Linked DNA regions of Danio rerio: region 2 is linked to region 1. Evidence: chromatin contacts called from public Micro-C data. All regions are on one chromosome and are shown on one strand. Each heading gives the region's core, a stretch centred on a gene start, on an enhancer-like site or on the middle of the called end of the contact. The rest is flanking DNA. Distances are from core to core; before and after follow the strand shown. Region 1 overlaps dlg1b (discs large MAGUK scaffold protein 1b). Region 2 holds the start of LOC108182396 (a long non-coding RNA gene).

What was found. A called contact is a pair of places that touch in the nucleus more often than the background predicts.
Region 2: a contact with region 1 is called in a Micro-C map of caudal fin, with 9 times the contacts expected there. The contact joins two enhancer-like sites. A contact is called at or near these places in 3 of 18 Hi-C or Micro-C datasets (caudal fin, embryo and an unstated tissue) and 1 of 4 datasets of contacts at active chromatin or transcription factors (caudal fin).

The regions. Positions count from the first base shown.
Region 1 is chr2:5,278,217-5,284,926 of GRCz12tu, reverse strand. It overlaps dlg1b (discs large MAGUK scaffold protein 1b), which reads left to right. Exons shown (of 22, transcript NM_001012388.1): 3 at 4,619-4,735. Among named protein-coding and RNA genes, the nearest start is that of dlg1b, 24 kb to the left of the region's middle. Within about 2 kb of position 2,601, at least 8 of the 62 cell types and tissues checked have an H3K27ac peak or open chromatin away from gene starts, as enhancers often do.
Region 2 is chr2:5,434,740-5,441,419 of GRCz12tu, reverse strand. It overlaps LOC108182396 (a long non-coding RNA gene), which reads right to left and starts at 202. Exons shown (of 3, transcript XR_012390327.1): 1 at 1-202. Within about 2 kb of position 4,374, at least 31 of the 62 cell types and tissues checked have an H3K27ac peak or open chromatin away from gene starts, as enhancers often do.

The DNA.
Region 1 (6,710 bases), core at 1,352-3,851:
TATTTTTCAAGATAAATTTGGGCAAAATGAGTTTGCTTCACAAGGTGGCAGAGTAGATAGGGTGAGGAGTTCTGTCACCCGCGAGGCTCTCAAGAGTAGAGCCGCTGCTTTTCACAACGAGAGAAGCCTGCTGAGGTGGCTCAGGCAACTGTTTTGGATGCCTCCTGGATGCCTAACTAGGGAGGTGTTCCAGACATGTCCCACCGGCTCTGCAGGGTGGCAAGGTAGATAGGGTGAGGAGCTCTGTCACCTTGGAAGAGCTCAGAGTAGAGCCACTGCTTCTCCATATCAAGAGAAGCTTGCTGAGGTGGCTCGGGCAACTGTTCTGGATGCCTAACTAGGACGGTATTCCAGGCATGTCCCACCATGAGTTTCCTCTGCAGGTTGTCAAGGTAGATAGGGTAAGGAGCTCTGTCACCCGGAAGGAACTCAGAGTAGAGCCACTGCTTCTCCACATCAAGAAAAGCCTGCTGAGGTGGCTCGGACAACTGTTTTGGATGCCTAACTAGGGTGGTGTTCCAGACATGTCCCACCAGGAGTTTCCTCTTCAGGGTGGCAAGATAGATAGGGTGAGGAGCTCTGTCACCTGGGAGGAATTTAGAGTAGAGGCGCTGTTCCTCCATATCGAGAGAAGAGACCTGAGGTGGCTCGGGCAACTGTTCTGGATGCCTCCTTTATGCCTAACTTGGGAAGTGTTCCAGGCTTTTCCCACTGGGAGAAAGCCCCAGGACAGGCTGGAGGGACATTGTTTCTTGGCAAGCCTGGGAATCCCTTCTGAGGAGCTGGAGGAAGTGGGGAGAGGGAAGTATGGGGTTCTGTCCTGATACTGCTGCCCCGACAACCTGGCCAAGAATAAGTGGTAGAGCATTGAGTGGTAGAGCATTGAGTGGTAGAGCATTGAGTGGTAGAGCATTGAGTGGTAGAGCATTGAGTGGTAGAGCATTGAGTGGTAGAGCATTGAGTGGTAGAGCATTGAGTGGTAGAGCATTGAGTGGTAGAGCATTGAGTGGTAGAGCATTGAGTGGTAGAGCATTGAGTGGTAGAGCATTGAGTGGTAGAGCATTGAGTGGTAGAGCATTGAGTGGTAGAGCATTGACGCATAACACTGAAGTTTTTATAGTGACCTAAGTTTGATTCCTGGCTTAAGGTCCTTTCCCTCTCTCACTCTCTCACAATTTCATGTCTGCAATCTTTACTGTCCTGTTCATTGAAGGTAACTAATCCCCTATCCCCCAGTCCCCCCCCCCCCAGCCCCACAATATGTAAATTAGGAATAAAAATCCCTATTTATTGTATAGATAACAATTTAACAGCATATTAAATAGTCATATCACTGTATAATACTATAATATTTCAGGGTTTTGTAATTCTTCCTATTTCAGCTTATTCATCTACTACTAAACATGGCAGTCTTTTTCACTTATTTCTATGGTGGGGATGAATATTGTGTTAGAAGACAGCGACGCTTTTGGAAACCCTCTAATAAGACCTAGTCAGCTTTAGCAGTTACACATAAATGAAAGTACCCCATGCTTGTGATAAAGTAAAGAAGCAAATATGGCTAAAATATCTCACAAGCTTTTGTGAAGATTGTTTTGTACATCACAATCACAAAGTCCATAGCTTCAAGAAGACACTAAAGGTTTCTAAACACCCGGCTGGCAGCTTTAGTGATCATTTTGAAATGTGTTGTACCACAAAACCTTTGAAAATGCTGAAGAAGAAGAAAACTGTTAATCAGAGCAGATGAAAAAAAAAGTCTTATGAAATGACCTGATGAAAGGAGGAAAAACATTTGATCACATCTCGGACATGTCAGGACACCTTGTTGAACAGCACTCTTAACAATAAAGAAGGCCAGCTTCAGTATTCAAACATTCATTTGGATGGATCTGACAAGTTCTGGAAGAAGGTTTTACGGTGTGATTGGTCGGGGTATGCCTTTGGGTAGAAAAAAGACAAGAATTATTAGCAGAAGAACATCATCACCCCCATGCTCAAACATGGAGGTAGGCTAGCCTTGTTATGGGGAGGAAGTGGAAACCTTATATTTATAAAAGACTTGTAATCTTTGAAGTAACTGTCCATTTTGGCAAACATTTGTCTATTTAGGAAGTTTAGGTTATTGTGTTTCAGCAGGATAATCTTGCTAATTACTTCATGCAGTTCTATTGATAAGGGTAATCATTGTACTCAAGGCCAACGGGATGCCTGTCATCCACTACTGGATTAACTGCAGCTCTGCATTTTTTCTTTAGTGATTTGGTTGTATTCTTTGAGGCACAGGTGTCAAATCCAGTTGCTGTACAATGACTACCCTTCTTAATGGAACTGCATGAAGTATTCAACCTGGCCATAGGGATCCATGTTTAGTTCTTGTCTCGTCACTGAGGCAGCATTCTGACTATGTTCAGAGAAGGTGAATATCCTGTCCGGGCAGGAGGTAGTAGTGTGTATGGTTGAACATTTACAAGCTCTCGCTCTGGTCCTGTTGCGCTCCAGTGCTTCCTTCTCCCTTTAGATTTATGAGCCCAAAGCTTCCCCCCTCCGCCCTGATCAGAGCCTGAGCCAGAAGCTGCACACAACAAACCACAGATGAGAAATATCACCTGCCGTCTCTCATAACCTTCACTGCTCACACTTAAGCCGGCTCCTTTTTATTCCCCCACTCTCCCTCACAACCTGCCATCAATCTCAGACACTCCCCTACATTAGAGATTTGGCCCAAGCTGAGAGTCACCTCGGCATCTCCTTAGAGACTCTCAATAGCCCTTATGACAGATGCTTGTTTTGTATGTATTAGAATTGAAATTAGAGCTGTGGTGAAAAAAAAAATACAATCAAAAAAATCAATTCTGCATCAATTTCTCTATTCTGCTACTTTTTTCATCTCTATTCTAGCTTATTTTTTTAAATAGCAGATTGTGCTCTAAGCTAGTATTTTAAAGTAGAGGGCGCTCTATGCTGGTTTTAACAGCAGAGGGTGCTCTAGGCTGTCGCTCTATGCTGTTTTTTAACAGCAGAGGGCACTCTAGGCTGGCTTTTAACAGCAAAGGGCACTCTATGTTGGTTTTTAACAGCAGAGGGTGCTCTAGGCTGGTTTTTAACAGCAAAGGGCGCTCTAGGCTGGGTGTTCTATGCTGGTTTTTAAAAGCAGAGGGTGTTCTAGGCTGTTTTTTTAACAGTAGAGGGGGCTCTTTTCAACCCATTTCTAAACATAATAGTTTTAATAACTCATCTCTAATAACTGATCTATTTTCTCTTTGCCATGATGACAGAAAATAATATTTGACTAGATATTTTTCAAGACACTTCTATACAGCTTAAAGTGACATTTAAAGGCTTAATTGGGTTAATTAGGCAAGTTATTGTATAATGATGGTTTGTTCTGTAGACTATCAAAAAAATAATTAGCCTAAAGGGGCTAATAATTTTGTCCTTAAAATGGTGTTTAAAAAATTAAAAACTGCTTTTATTCTAGCCAAAAAAAAAAAAGACTTTCTTCAGAAGAAAAAATATTATTAGACATACTCTGAAAATTTCTTTGCTCTGTTAAACATTATTTGGGAAATATTTTTAAAAGAAAAATAAATTCAAAGGGGGGCTAATAATTCTGACTTCAACTGTACATGTAAACACATCTGACTATGCAGACTCTTGTAATAAAAAAACTCTTCCTAACTATTGATTATTAATTATTATTATTATTATTATTATTATTATTATTATTATATGTTTGAATAGTGTGTATAAGGAATTGGAGCTGAGCAGATTGAGCATCTGCTGGCCAAAACTAAGCTCGGAATAAATTCAAGAGAGAATTTCGACACATTTAAATAATCTCAGATTAGTTTCAGATTTTCCGCCGCAGCTTTAATTTAAATACATGTTTGTAGTTTTTGTAGATATTCTAAGACATATTCATTTATACTAATATAATTGCAAATAAAGTACATTTTTAAACCTTAATAATATTTTTATTATGTTTATTTTCAGTAAAAAAAACAACTAATTTCTTATTTTAAGCTATTTGTATGTAAAATCTGATGCAACAAAGGAATATGCAGGTAAAAGCAGTACACTTAAAATATAATTATAAAAAGAGAGAGAGGTGTTGGGGGTGTGTGTGCATTTTCACACATGCCATCCGAAGTCATTAGAAAATTGTCTAAAGATACTTGGCACACAGCAATTTAAAAAGAATGGACACTTTGAGATGAATTAATTCAGTCTGCTGCAGAAGTGGGTTCTGTTGCCATCTTGTGCTCTATAGAAGTCATTGCAGTCATCAGAAAAATCAGTAAACATCTGCTGTGTATTTATGCATTGAGGTAGGAGTGACATCGCCCTGGTCTGTTCAGGTTAGAGGATGACCTATTACCCCAAGAGGCTTTTCATATATTAATGTGTTTAACATTTGTGTCATATGCATCATGGTCTTTCAGTTTCCACTCAGATGCTTACGTATATATGATCTGTGTTCCATCAACATTATCATACGACTCTCTGTTTTGCTGATTCTTAGGCTTTATCCTGTTCTCGTGATAACAATGATGTAACTAGACACATTCAAGTCAAGCCTGTATTGTAATACACTGAGTTGAATGCCCTTCTGTAGGTTGAATCGCTGGAATGCATCTTCGACGGGCCATCGCCTGTAGTGAAGGAGGAGAGTCCTCCGTCTCCTTCTACTCCTCTTTCCAACCCGTATCCTCAAAGCCCTGTGAGCGTCCAGGTAACAGCCACCCGTCCGACTCGGCAAGCGTTTTGTATGTGCTTCTGATCTGCGGCTTGCCAGTTCTGTTTGTCATATGGCTGTCCGTCATGTGCAGTCTGGTATCCGTCATCTCCATGTGGTGGCCACATGGAGCTTGTTATCGTTTCATGAGAAGCCATGCATATGCTGACACTAGAAGTACAGCTTAGTACCTCTAATTGGTCATTCCTGTTTGTGTTCATGCAACATTTCGTTTTCGATGGGCGCATGAATGTGCTAGAATCTACGTACGTGGGTTCTAGTTAAATTGAGCGACCTGTGTTTTGAAATGCAACAGCTGTTTGTCGACGTATACGTATATGTGGATTAGGGCTGCCCCCGACTAAAGATATTCCTAGTCGACTAACATTCCTGCATTTTAGCGATTAATCAAATAATCGTTCATTTATGATATTAATATAATAACTTGCGTATATACTAGGAATATAGTCCAAGTTGAAGTTTAACACTTCCACGTGACAGAAAATGCTAAAGCATGATATTAGCGCATTCAAAACGAAAATTAAGCGCTTAAAACGAAATAGTAAAGCGTTTAAATACAGTGCTTACACACAAAAATCAGTGACCAGAACGTTATAGGCTAATTATGACATAAAAACAGCAATCAGACTGCCTGTGCATTTTAATAATTTATTTAGAAACAAACAAACAAACAAAAAAAAAAAACATTTTTTAATAAAATAAACAAAAATTTGTTCTTCAAAATAAATCAAATAAACTTATTAGCAACTTAGGCCTAGTACAAAACTAGGCAAAAAATAAAAATAAATAAATAAATAAATACTGTAGCAAAAACGCAGTTTTTTTTTAAAATACACTGTTTTTAAAATAAATTTTTTTTAAATACAGTGGAAAATTAAAATTTATGTAATTTTTATATTGTTCAAAAGGAAAATTAACAAAAATGAACAACTTAATAAATGCACATCGCACAACGCCAAAACTTAGAATAAAAAAGAAGGCAGCAAACAAATTAACAGCCTAATTATGATTGAATTGTTTAGAGCAACTATATTTACGACAAAATGTGGAACAAATAATTTAAAGAACACTAATACAAATCAAAAACATCAGAGCAAAGCCACAAACTGCCATTAAGACGACGGATGAGTCTTGACCTGAAACAACAAATTAAAAACATCAGACTAATTTTTCTAACAGAATAAAAAACAACTTCTATAATAAATAAAATATAATAAAAATAATATGTATTTATTTATTTGTATAGCCTACCCGATATAAAAATAAAATACCCGTTTTTTTTATATATATAGCCTAATGGATAGCAAACAGAAACACTACAAAAAGGAAATTAAGCATTCTTACCTAAGCTTTCAATTCGATTTAATTTTTTTCATATTATGTGAGAGGAACACCAGCTTGTCCACATTGCTGGGAAGAAGGGAGCTTCTCGACGTGTTCACAATGAAGCCGGCCTTTGAAAAGATGCGCTCTGATGGAGTGGATGTGGAAGGGATACAGTGGAGGCGTTTAGGCGTTAGGCGTTGATCTCTCGTTGCTGATGTCATACACTGATTGCGCAGCCCTTGATTGCGTAATTTCACGTGATTTTTAATTTTTTTTGCAACTAACCGACTAATGAAAATGTATTCGACCAAGCCCTCTTCATATCGACTAAAGTTTAGTCGACTATTTGGGGGCAGCCCTAATGTGGATGTGTTGCATTTGTTGTCTTGGTGCATGCTGATATGCTTGGAAGCTTCTCTGCTTCCACAGCGCATGGCCAGTGGTTATTGGAGCTTCGGGATTCTGATTAAAGCGTCATTACTGCATGAAAAAAGTCTTGTCATAGATGCCAATTGTAAGAGCAACAAATAATAATAATAGATAATTTGGAAAAGTGTCAGAAGGTCGATTTTTTTATTTGATGAATCATCTGTTGAACTGCATCCCAATCATTACACATACTGCA
Region 2 (6,680 bases), core at 3,125-5,624, 150 kb before region 1:
TACTTTCTCTGACAGATGAAAAGCTGAAACTGTTATTTAAATTGACTGGTAAACACAGTCCACACATGCTAACAATGTAAAATTGAAAGCTAACTGTTTCGTCTATGTGCGTTTAACTATTTCTTCATTAACATTTCTAGCCTTGCGGCACACACTACACTGCACAGACTTGCAGACTCCATGAGTTCTCGGTGGATATGGCAAACTGAAAAGCATTCCTTACAAATAAATCGTCAACCGTTTGACTGGGTAAATTTCACCGTCCTCTACTGCCGCATACTGGCGATAAGCGGCATTGCATATGAGCTACGTCAAGGAAATTACCTTAAAAAGACTAAAGGAAATGAGGTCTCATACACAACATGGTCAGCTCGTGATCAAGAAAATAGTTTTATTCATTTAAACCTTTTAGTTTATAAAACCTATTTAGCCTAAAAAACTATAGACCGCCTATTTGTTTTCATGGTAGCCTACTAGTAATAGGCCTGTTAAAGGGATAGTTCATCCAAATATGAAAATTCTGTCATCACTTACTCATCCTCTTCATGTTCCAAACCTTTTTGAGTTTCTTTCTTCTGTTAAACCCAAAAGAAGATATTTTGAAGTATGTTGACTTTGACATCCACTTTTGTTCCTATGTTTAAATGTCGGAAACCTGTCACAATTTAATTTCAGAGTATTTGTTTTTCCTACTATGGAAGTCAATGGCTACAGGTTTTCAGCTTTCATTCGGATATCTTCTGTGTTTAACAGATAAAGTTTTGTTATCACTTTGAAGGAGAGTAAAAACTTATTAATTTTTCATTTTAGGTTGAACAGTAGTGTATACAGTAATGTTGATGCTGTTTAGTTAATATTTTTAAGTACTGACACCCCAGGAATCTATTATATAGCTACTAGGCTTATGAAAAAACAAATCTATATCCAATTTTTATGCTTTTTATTTTAAAAAAGTAAAAGGTTTTGTTAGTTCATCATATCATCCTATAAGATACGTTGAAGAAAGTTGAAAATCTGCAGCCATTGTCTTCTATAGTATTTGTATTTCCTACTATGGAACACAATGGTGACAGGTTTTTAGTTTTCCTTCAGATATCTTCTGTGTTCAACAGATAAAGTTTTGGAACCACTTTGAGGGTGAGTAAATAAATTTTTTAGGTTGAACAGTATAATGTACACTCGCCGGCCACTTTATTAGGTACACATTACTAGTACTGGGTTGGACTGTTGATTTAAGTCAGGATGAATCCATACTTTCATGTTGTTGATGCCAAATTCGGACCCTACCTTCCGAATGTCACAGCCAAATCGAGACTCAGCAGACCAAGCAAAGTTTTTTTCAATCTTCTATTGTCCAATATTGGTGAGCCTGTGTGAATTGTAGCCTGACAGAAGTGGCACCCGTTGTGGTATTCTGCTGCTGTAGCCCATCTGCCTCAAGGTTGGACTTGTTGTGCATTCAGAGATGCTCTGCTGCAGACCTCGGTTGTAACGAGTGGTTATTTGAGTGACTTCTGCCTTTCTATCAGCTGGAACCAGTCTGGGCTGCGTTTCCCGATAACGATTGATCTTAGCACTTAAGAGCGTTTTCTACGAGTCATTTTGCGAACGTTCGTTATTGTTTCACGTGCGTTTCCCAAAAATGCACTTAACACAATTGCACGTAGCCCAGCTTTAAGTGCAACTTAGGAGTCGCTATCCGTTTGTTAAGTGCTGAAATGTCACGCTATAGAATGGCTCGTTATTGTTGCACATGTTATAGCAATCCATATAATTCTTCTTCTACTTGTGTGAATGTATATTCAACTCGAATAACATAAAAAAAAAATATTTTTGAGCCAGTTTAAAAACATAAATTAACTGGAAATGTCGTACTGTAAAAACACTGTCTTGCTCCAATCTCGCATAAAACTAATTCTAACAGTCCTTGCCGGAAATGACATCAGCATCATTTTCGATATTTATATGAAACCTTAATTAAGTAGAATTATTTATCAATTTCTTTATCAAAAATTGCTTATCTCACATCAAAATAAATAAATAAGTAAATAAATAAATAAATAAGCTCTTACATTTATTTTTGAAAAGTTTAGCCTAATTATTAATTATTATTATTTGTATATTGAATTGTGTAATGTGTAGAAAATATAAATGAATAGAGATATACGTACAAATAAAATGAATAATGACTTTAAAGAGAAGTAAATTGTAGGTGCAATTTGCCGGTTGTCCAGCAGGTGCCCTCATAACTCTGTCTCCTTACGATGCACTTAAGGCTTTACGATTACTCCAGAGCACTCGTAGATCCACGAAGATTTTCAAGTGCTACTTAAGTTACGATGCTTTTGGGAAACAGACCGTAATATTAAGATCAGTCGTACGATCATTTCTACGAACTTCTTAGGCTTACGATGCTTTTGGGAAACGCAGCCCTGGCCGTTCTCCTCTGACCTCCAGCATCAACAAAACATTTGCGCCCACAGAACTGCCGCTCACTGGATAGTTTCTCTTTGTCAGACCATTCTCTGTAAACTCTAGAGATGGTTGTGCGTAAAAATCCCAGTGAATCAGCACAATCATGCCACATTCAAAGTCACTTAAATCACCTTTCTTCCCCATCGAGTTACTGCCATTTGATTGGCTGATTAGAAATTTGCGTTAACAAGCAGTTGTACCTAATAAAGTGGCCGATGAGTGTACAGTAGTGTATACAGTAATGTTGATGTTGTTTAGTTCCTAGTTTTAAGTACAGACACCACAGGAATCTATTATATAGAAACAAGGCCTGTGGAAAAACATTTTTTTGTGTGTTTTACTTAAAACATTAAAAGGTTTTGTTAGTTTATCATATAATCCCATAAGATACGTTGAGGAAAGCTGAAAACCTGTACCACTTAACTTCCTTAGCAGCTGTATTTTCTACTATAGAACTCAATGGTTACAGGTTTTCAGTTTTCCTTAGAATATCTTCTGTGTTTAACAGATAAAGTGGAACCACTTTGAGAGTGAGTAAATATTGAGCATTAATGTACAGTAGTGTATAGTAATGTTGACGTTGTTTAGTTCCTAGTTTTAAGTACTGACACCACAGGAATTTGTTATATCGCTACTAGGCCTATATGGAAAAACAAGGCTTTTTAATGCTTTTTACACAAAAAATTTAAAAGTTGAGACTTTTATTTTTGCTAGTTCATCATGTTGTCATTCCTATAGATATGCTGAGGAAAGCTGAAAACCTGTAGCCATGGACTTCCATAGTAGTTGTATTTCCTACTATGGAAGTCAATGGTTACAGGTTTAAATTTTTCTTTAAAAGTATCCTCTTTTGTGTTCAACAGGAGGAAGAAACTCATAATGGTTTGAAACAAAATGAACGGCGACTAAATGATTACAGAATTTAACTTTTGTTGTGAACTATCCCTTAGTTGATATCTCAATGACAGATAGCCATAGAAGTCAATGGCAAAAACAAACCACTGAATGAGTAACTACTAAAATAAATACTAATATATAAAAATATGTGTAATTAATATAATTACTAGTAATTTAAAATGAGAACTGCATTGATATTTTGTGGTGGTTCATTCCGCTGTGGCGACCCCTGTTGAATAAAGGGACTAAACCGAAGGAAAATGAGAGATATTTTGTTATCCCATCTTCTAAGCTTCATCCAACAATTGTTAATCAAACTTTACATTCCAGCCACGGTAACTTCCAAAGCCTTTGTCTCCAAACTCTATACAAATGCAGGTGGCCAGTTTCTTTTTAAAAACAGAACCATGACCAGCTGTACCCGTTAATGCATTCAATTGGGGATTGGGGGAGGATGGAGAAATCCCTCCCCATCCCACCAATACCACTACAACTACTACTATCATTACTTTCCTCCCCCACCACCTCCATCGCCTCCACCCCCATCACACATGCACATCAGCACGTCTTTTGTTACCGACCTTTTCTGAAGGGAAGCAGCCTTTGCTTGGTTACGTATAGTCAAGGGGCATCTTGTGTTTGGAGACGCCAATCGGCGGTAAAAGCAAACGGCAAGGGACGCTGTTAATTGTCCCTGAAGGCAAAACTGTCGTGCTTGTCCATTCAGGAGAGAATAATCATAATGAGTGTCATTGTGAAACACGATAGCTTTGGGATGAAGGTGAGATGTAAGCTGTCTCTGTGTATTATCGACGCGTTCAGATGAAATAATAAGGATTCGTGAACACATCAACCATTTTACACTTCGAATAACAGTGGTACATATATATGTATAAGTAATTATGCTGTTTTGATTTAATTTTGCATACATATGACACATAAATGTATGGTGTATTTACGTAAAGTGGCGGTCAGATATATTTTTGGTGGCTGTCTAGTGTGGACATGCCATTCTCTGTCCACTAGGTGACGCACTTGCACAGCCCTCACAGCGTCATTTTACGTTGAGCTTTTTATTTATTTATTTATTTATTTATTTATTTATTTATTTATTTATTTATTTATTTATTTATTTATTTATTTATTTATTATTTTTATTAAATTTAGTAACAGGGAATATATAAAATATTAATTTGTGCTAATATTATTTGACCCTAATACAAATGATACATATTCACTGTACATCTAGTAACATAAATGTTACAAAGTATAAGGAAAAAAGAAAAGCAAATATTTAAAGAAACCAAAATAATATATATATATATAATTATATATCAAAATAAAAACATATGTCAAACTATACTTAGGTTATTAAGAGTGCTATGTAAATTCGTTGAGGGTTTGTTATGGAAAGCTGTTTAGAATAGATTAGATTGAAACTCTATTGTCATTACACATGCACCAGTACAAAATGCAGTTAAGGTCTAATCAGAAGTGATATTGCAGCGATATTGGCACGGCAATTTTATTATTGCATATATGCTGGCACGTGCGCACATAGGGCTCACACATTGCCCTTTTTAGTCTTGAAAGTGCCCTTCCAAAATGATCTGAAGTGCCCCAGCGAGCCAAGACAAGAACCAAACATGGACCATATCTGGGTCAAGTCTCAGCCAAGTTAACTGAGCCTGAAATGGGCCAGATTGGGCCAGACCTGATTGGTAGAATTTGTTTGCCTTTATCCAAAAATAATAAAAATGTGTCAAGATAGGCCAAATTTACATGGCCCACACATCCATTATTAGCATCTGGGCCAAATACTACATTTGATATCTGGCTAAAGTGTTGTGTGTCGCATTAAAGGCGGTGCCACCTCTGCCAAACCCAGGCCATGTTTGGCTCACATACTGTATGCCAGTGCCGGATCAATGCCTGCTTTGTCAGCTTTATAATAAATCTGGGCCAGAATTCTTTGCTACCTGGGCAGAAACCCCAAAAACTGAGCCATAACCCAGCATAATGTTACCTAAACAATCGCTACACTGATCTGGGCCACACACCTCCCATGCACAACTGGCCCAAATGTAGTTTGCTATCATGCATGCAGTGCCATCATTGCCATGCATGGCCCACATTTGGCTCACATTATGCATGCCAGTGCCGGCAACAAGCCAGCAGTGCCATAATGAGGCCACATTTGGCCCAAGTCCGTTTGCTATGTGGGATGTGGTGCCTATAAAGAGTCCAACATTTGGCATGAGGGAAGAACTCGATTAGCCGGACCCCCCTGCCTGGCGTTTTGATTATTTTAGTTGGTTTTAAATCATGAGCACAGTTCAACACACATTTTTCACTACTGACCTTCATTTATACTGGCTTTGATTGCTTTAAAACTGTTGTTGATTATGTATTTTGTTAATAAATCGTTCCTCTTTTCGATTTATCTGGTCAGCATTGTCTCTTGTTAAAATTTTGAGCCAGTTCACCTGTCATGCAATTAATGTGGGGGGTTCCGCAAGACTCAATACTGGGTCCTGTTTTGTTTTCCCTTCACTTACTTCCGTTAGGAAAATCTTTTGAAAAGCATGGCATAAATTACCATCTACACTGCAAAAAAATGCTTTTCTTACTTAGATTTGTTGTCTTGTTTCTAGTCCAAATATCTAAAAGTTCCTAAATCAAGAAGAATTTTCTAAACAAGCAAAACATATTGCCTTGCTATGAAAAATATTATGCCAATATTAAGTCAGTTTTTTCCTTAAAACAAGCAAAATAATCTGCCAATGGGGTAAGCAAAATAATCTTACGTCAAAAGAAAAAACAAGATTAATTTGCTTACCCCATTGGCAGATTATTTTGCTTGTTTTAAGGAAAAACTGACTTAATATTGGCATAATATTTCTCAAAACAAGGCAATATGTTTTGCTTGTCTAAAAAATGCTTCTTGATATAAGAAATTTTAGATATTTAGACTAGAAACAAGACAACAAATCTAAGCAAGAAAAGCATTTTTTGCAGTGTATATGCTGATGACTCTCAAATCTACTTCCCAATAAAATCTAGGGATCAATCCTCCCTTCAGGCTTTGCTTAATTGTTTGGCTGATGTGACGTGTTGGTTGGCAAATAACTTTCTCCAACTGAATGAAGACAAGTGCAAATTCATTGTTTTTGGCCAAAAAGGTTCAGATTCTAATGGCAATCTGTCATTGTTTTCTGGGAAAATACATTCCTCGGTAAAGAGTCTTGGTGTCATCTTTGACTCTGAGCTAAAATTTGATCGGCAAATAAATGCGGTTGTCAAAAATA